2 separate regions of the Macaca mulatta genome follow, and region 1 is linked to region 2. A link is a contact called in public Hi-C data. All regions are on one chromosome and are shown on one strand. The core of a region is the stretch at or near the end of the contact, and the rest is flanking DNA. Distances in the headings are between cores, read along the strand shown. Region 1 holds the start of VPS29 (VPS29 retromer complex component). Region 2 holds the start of FAM216A (family with sequence similarity 216 member A).

Evidence for each region. A called contact is a pair of places that touch in the nucleus more often than the background predicts.
Region 1: a contact with region 2 is called in a Hi-C map of fetal cortical plate, with 1.7 times the contacts expected there. The contact joins the promoter of VPS29 here to the promoter of FAM216A in region 2. A contact is called at or near these places in 2 of 14 Hi-C or Micro-C datasets (cortical neurons and fetal cortical plate).

The regions. Positions count from the first base shown.
Region 1 is chr11:117,677,304-117,680,377 of T2T-MMU8v2.0, forward strand. VPS29 (VPS29 retromer complex component) reads right to left here and starts at 1,460. Exons shown (of 4, transcript XM_077955088.1): 1 at 1,383-1,460. RAD9B (RAD9 checkpoint clamp component B) reads left to right here and starts at 1,534. Exons shown (of 12, transcript XR_013401392.1): 1 at 1,534-1,717.
Region 2 is chr11:117,635,856-117,638,881 of T2T-MMU8v2.0, forward strand. FAM216A (family with sequence similarity 216 member A) reads left to right here and starts at 1,607. Exons shown (of 6, transcript XM_077955085.1): 1 at 1,607-2,196. The coding sequence starts at 2,105. GPN3 (GPN-loop GTPase 3) reads right to left here and starts at 1,874. Exons shown (of 8, transcript XM_002798775.4): 1 at 1,652-1,874. The coding sequence starts at 1,816.

The DNA of each region.
Region 1 (3,074 bases), core at 210-2,709, 41 kb after region 2:
CCCGTCTCTACTAAAAATACAAAAAATTAGCCGGGCGCGGTTGTGGGCGCCTGTAGTCCCAGCTACTCGGGAGGCTGAGGCAGGAGAATGGCGTGAACCCAGGAGGCGGAGCTTGCAGTGAGCCGAGATCGCGCCACTGCACTCCAGCCTGGGCGACAGAGCGAGACTCCGTCTCAAAAAAAAAAAAAAAAAAAGAAAAAAAAAGAAAATATGATTACAGGCCGGGCACGGTGGCTCACGCCTGTAACCCAGCACTTTGGGAGGCCGAGGCGGGTGGATCACCTGAGGTCGGGAGTTAGAGACCAGCCTGACCAACATGGTGAAACCCCGTCTCTACTAAAAATACAAAAATTTAGCCGGGCATGGTGGTGGGCGCCTGTAATCCCAGCTACTCGGGAGACTGAGGCAGGAGCTGAGGCTTTAATCTGGGCGGCAGAGGTTGCAGTGAGCCGAGATCGCGGCACTGCACTCCAGCCTGGGCGACAGAGCGAGACTCCATCTCAAAAAAAAAAAAAAGAAGAAAAATACGATTACAGCTATAAGGCCTCTCTAGTAGAGGCCCCCAATTTTTATGTAGGAAGGTCTGAGGGGCACCAACCTACTGGGGGTGAAGGGGTGATTGCTTGAAGGTGGCTGGAGACTAGGCAAGTCTCCAACACCGGCATTCTCCCCAGAAAAAATGTATATATTCATAAAAATTTCCTAACAATTTCAAGGAGTTCACACATCATTAAGGAATCCTACCCTAAAGGGGCGTAGCAACCCGTGGAAAGAAGTAGTTCCAGCAATTGCAAGCGCCAAATCCCGCCCTCTGAGCGCACACCTGTTCATTTCAATGGCAGCTGGATGTTATTTCAGGGGCGAAGAGGGTCGTTTATTCCCTTTCCCTAGATGGGAAACTTAAACGGGTACGAAATTCTGCTCGCTACTTCCCGTTCTGCATTCGAGAGGCCAGCTTCCACCACTACACCCCAACCAGCGGGAGATGCTTTTTTGCGGGAAAGGAGTAGGAAACGTCTGGAAACAGAGGAGGACCGTGCCCCTATCCCCGGAACACTCGAGGTATAGAATCAATGGCCTTCCCTGGCTCGGGAGTGCGGGTCTCGTGACAGGTCGGGCAGCTTAGATGGGCCTTTTTACTCTTTGGATGGCCTCTGGCCCCTTGGGGCCGGGATACGAGACCTAGGCCAGCCGCACCCAGAGGTGGCCGCTCCCTTCCTTCCCTAGCCCTCTTCCTGGGCCTTTCCCAGGCCAGCGCGTAGGCCCTGACGCCGAGGCCTCCGGGATTTCCCAATCCCTCCTCCTGGGACTCCCCACAGCTCCCAACAACGCAGCACCCCAGCCGAGAGCCAGGCCTCTGTCGCCACAGCTGCAGCCCTCACCATCCTGTCACCGGGCTCCGCTCAGTCACCACCGCCGCCGCCGCCCTCTTCCTCAGGCTCCTCGGCGACCCGCCTACTTAACCGCAACCAATGAGCACAGAGGGCGACAGAAATTGCCGTACGGAGGCCCACACGGGCCCTTCCCCGCTGTAAAGCAGTTTGGGAACTTGTGGAGGCGGGGTGGTGGAGTGCAGAGACAAGATCGAGAAGCTTCGAAAAGCGCGGGCAACATCCGGGCACCTGGGCCGTCGAGCTGAGGCGCGCCTTCCGGGCCTGCTTTTTAGAGCGTGTGGTAGCCATGCTGAAGTGCGTGATGAGCGGCAGTCAGGTGAAAGGTGGAGCGGCCTTTGTTGTCTTCCCATTTAGCAGAGGGAAAAGCAGACGTTAATAGGTCGTCCCTACCGTCGTCTAATTTTTCCTCTTTGCCTTTATGTGCAAGGACTGAGGACGCACGCCCTGGCCACAGTCCCACCCACTGAAGGTCCTGTTAGCTTCTGAGGGGAGCATGAGGACCCATCTCGTGTTACTTAAAGGCAGATGTAATATGGGTGGTATCCGGGAAATAGGTTTGTACCATGGGGCCACAAACTCGGGAAGCTGAGGACTGCATGGGGAGGAGTTGAGATAAAAAAATAATGCTTGGACAGTAAAAGTATTTTTTGTGCCAAGAGAAAAGCATTAACCTGTTTGGTTTTTTTTCCCCCCAGATTCTACCATTTTTAAAAATGTTTGACCTTGGAAAAGTCACTAAATCTCTTTGGGGCTCGGTCTCTAAAACCGAAACGGGGGTAATGAGCACCTTCGTCACAGAGTTTGTTTGGAGTCAGTGAAATGGAAATGCATGTAAAGAGCCCAGTAATAGCTGGAATGTACAAAAACTATTAGTATTGTAAACGGCGCTTTCAAAATGGAAATTAGGCCGGGCGCCTTGGCTCACGCCTGTAATCCCAGCACTTTGGGAGGCCAAAGTGGGTGAATCACCTTAGGTCGGGAGTTCGAGACCATCCTGGCTAAGATGATGAAACCCCGTCTCTACTAAAAATACAAAAATTAGCCGGGTACGGGGTAGGCTCCTGTAATCCCAGCTACTTGGAAGGCTGAGGTGAGAGGATCGATTGAGCCTGGGAGGTCGAGGCCTGCTGTGAGTTGAGCTCGCGCCACTGCACTCCAGCCTGGGTGTCAAGAGTGAGACTCTCTCAAAAAAAAAAAAAAAAAAAAAATGAACATTAACAGTGTCATACGGGATCAGACTAGTGTGTTTTCCCGCCCTAAATATGTTTTGTGGTGGGGAAGTCTGGCTACCCTCAAACATCAGAGATGTATGTTGAATACCCCTGATTTCTCACTCATGACTTGTTGTGACTTCGATATCAAGCTATTAAAACCTCTTCAGATTATCTTCTCCATGCACTGTTTTCACAGTTTTTGGGGGAGTCAAATACATTTATCTAAATCAACTTGTAAAATATATTAGTATGGAAACTGGTTTGCCACAGTAGCTCCATGTAACACTGTAAACATATAGAAGGATGAATTTCGGTCAGTTTTATCATTTCACATACTACAAATTTATTGAGCCCTTTCTATGTGTCTGGCATTTTGCCAAGGGTATACTGTATAAAAGTAATATAGCATTAGTCTATAAGATACTGTTCTTTTTGAATTTCTCCAGTCCTCTGAATGCTGAACTAG
Region 2 (3,026 bases), core at 357-2,856:
CACATTGTATCTTAATTGACAGGTCATTATTTGTCTTCCCCAAAAGACTCCAGACTCTGGGTAAGTTAAAGGTCATACGTATCTTAGTTACATGTACATGTTTTTTACTCAGAATAACTCAACAGCTTAGAACAATGTGTTTGTTAAAAACTAAGGCCACACAACACCTCCACAGACTCTAGTGTTTCCCAGTTTTTCTTTTTCTTTTTTTGTGACAGTATCTCTGTCACTCAGGCTGGAGTGCAGTGGCACGATCACCACTCACCACAGCCTCAACCTCCTGGGTTTAGGTAATCCTCCCACCTCAGCCTCCCAAGAAGCTGGGACTACAGGTGCCTGCCACCAGGTCTGGCTAATTTTTGCATTTTTTTGTAAAGACAAGAGTTTCCCCGTATTGCCAAGGCTGGTCCCAAACTCCTGGCTCAGGCGATCCGTCCACCTCCACCTCCCAAAGTGATAGGATTACAGGCGTGAGCCACCACGCCTGGCTATGTTTCCCACACATCTGTTATTTGATCCATATCTTCACCATTCCCACTGTATTTGAATGTTCCTAACATTTCCTTAATATTTGTTTACAAGAAAAAATTTTATCCCTACTGTAAACTGAAAACCAGTTATATTTGACATAACGTGAAGTTAGACATAAAATTATATAAAACTTTTAAATGTTCTTAATTTTAGCTAAATACAAGTGCCTATTAAAAGCTCTGAGACTAAGAACTGCTCTCTGAAAAGACCTGAGGATTAAATAAGTGCTGAAGATACACACTAGCACCGAGCACAATTTCTCCTAAATGCGAAGAACTGAAAGAGAAATGAAAAGGCAACAATTTCCTCAATACATGATCTGATGCTCCTTAATGTTGGGTCCATGTACCACCTAAAAGCACCTTAAATACCAAAAGTCCATGTTCCAAGTTCTGAGAAACAGTAATTAACGAGACCCCACTTTACCCTTCTGGGAGCGAAACAGGGCCGGATTCTGGAGTTTAGACAAAACTGGATTTAAATTTTTTTGCTGGGCAAAGAACTTAACCTTTCTGTGTCTCGTTGTCTGCAAAATGAGAATGAGATCTCTCTCACAGGGTTGTTGTAGAAATCAGCAAGGCGTTTAATCTACTGCCTGGGGCTTAAGTATCCAATAAATATTAACAACTACCATTATTTCCCTTTCAAAACAACAACAAAAAACATGAAGCCAGACAGCATAAATGAGTTGCGTGGGGTCTCAGGGTTCCCAGTACACATACCCGCCGCCTCGCTCCCTCAGGATCCAACCTCCCGCCTCCCATGAACCCCTACTTTTCTCTCCTTGTCCCCTCAGATCCTCACCTTCCCGCTGCCCGCGGGGCCCATGACGAGCTGCGCATACCGAGGCATGTCGGCTCCCGGAGCCGCCCGCCACACTCCCTCAGCCTTCGCGCGACGCCCACTGAGTTCCGGGAAAGTGAAGTGCGAACCAATCGCAATCCACATTCTTTCTACGTCTCCATTTCTACCACACCTCCTTCTACGGGACAGCCCGCGGGCCAAATCCGGTGAGAAAAGCATCCTGAGACAAAAGTGGAGGGGTGAAGGAGATGGTATGCGCGTGCGCAGAAGTAGTTGTTGGAAATCGGCCGTTGGGATGCAGCCTAAGCTTGGATACCTGGGTAATAACGGATAACAGATAAAGCTCCGCATCCTTGAGCCGCGTGCTTCGGTCCGTGGTTTGCGTGCAGACTTTTGACCTATATGGTGACCCTCGCGATTTGCAAATGTGTTGAGGATCTGGAATACTGAAGTGGAAAGCACCTCTTGTTTTGGGGAGCATGTATATTTCCCTCCTGTGACGCACTGCTTCCACAGAGGTGCAAACGTGCAAACGCTCAGCTACCGCAGCGCTCCTGCCCCTCCCCCACCGTAACTCCGGGGTCGCGGATCTGCCCGCCCCGCTCTCCCGAAGCTCTTCGGGTAGTGTCCGAACGGCTTCGGAGGGGCGAGAAGCCGGCATCTGAACCGCCTCTCCGGAATACCAGCCGCCTGACGCACGCGTGCTGTCAGGGAAGGGACGCTGGGACAGCTGCTCCCGCACACGGCTCGCGGTCTCGGCGCCGCGGAGATGCCGGGCCAGGGTCCTGGGTCCGACTGGACGGAGCGTAGCTCTTCTGCAGAGCCGCCCGCAGTGGCCGGGACCGAGGGTGGCGGCGGCGGGTGAGGTTGGGGGCCCCGGGGCAAGGGGTGGCAGCGTGGGGCCCCCGGGTCGTGAGCCCCGTGAGGAGGGCTGCGGCCGGCCGTGCGTCTCGGGCTGGCTCCGGTGCCCTCAAGTGAGAGGCGGGGAACAGTTGTGTTGTGGACGGGAGGGAAGAGGGGAGGACTGCCTCGCGGTTGAGGGAGGGCCTCTGAGGGAAGCCTCGGAGAAGCGTTTGGTGCAGTGGCCACGAGGTGACTGCGACAGTCGCCCGCGTGCATCTCTCTGCCCCGAGGGGGCGCTGCGAGCCCTACTGGGACATTTGCTGTCTGGCACAGGACGGTGTGTCCACCGAAAGGCGAGGCGGCGGGAACAGAGGAGGAAGATGTCCCCCAGTTCAGCTGGGGGCGTCCAGGCCCATAAACTAGTTCCTTCCCTCTTGTGACATGAGCCACCTTTCTGTCAAACGGGGATTTCTTTCTTTTTGTTTTCTTTTTTTTCTTTTCTTTTCTTTCTTTTTTTTTTTGAGTGTGAGACAGAGTCTCGCTCTGTTGCCCAGGCTGGAGTGCAGTGGTGCGATCTCGGCTCACTGCAACCTCAGCCTCCTGGGTTCAAGTGATTCTCCTACCTCAGCCTCCCGAGTAGCTGGGATTACAGGCGCCTGCCAACACTCCCGGCTAATTTTTGTATTTTTAGTAGAGACGCGGTTTCACCATGTTGGCCAGCTTGTGCCGAACCTCTGACCTCAAGTGATCCGCCCGCCTCGGCCTCCCAAAGTGCGGGGATTACAGGGTGAACCATTGCGCCCGACCTCAAACGAGAGTTTCTAATCGCCAGTGAGACCAATGACTGA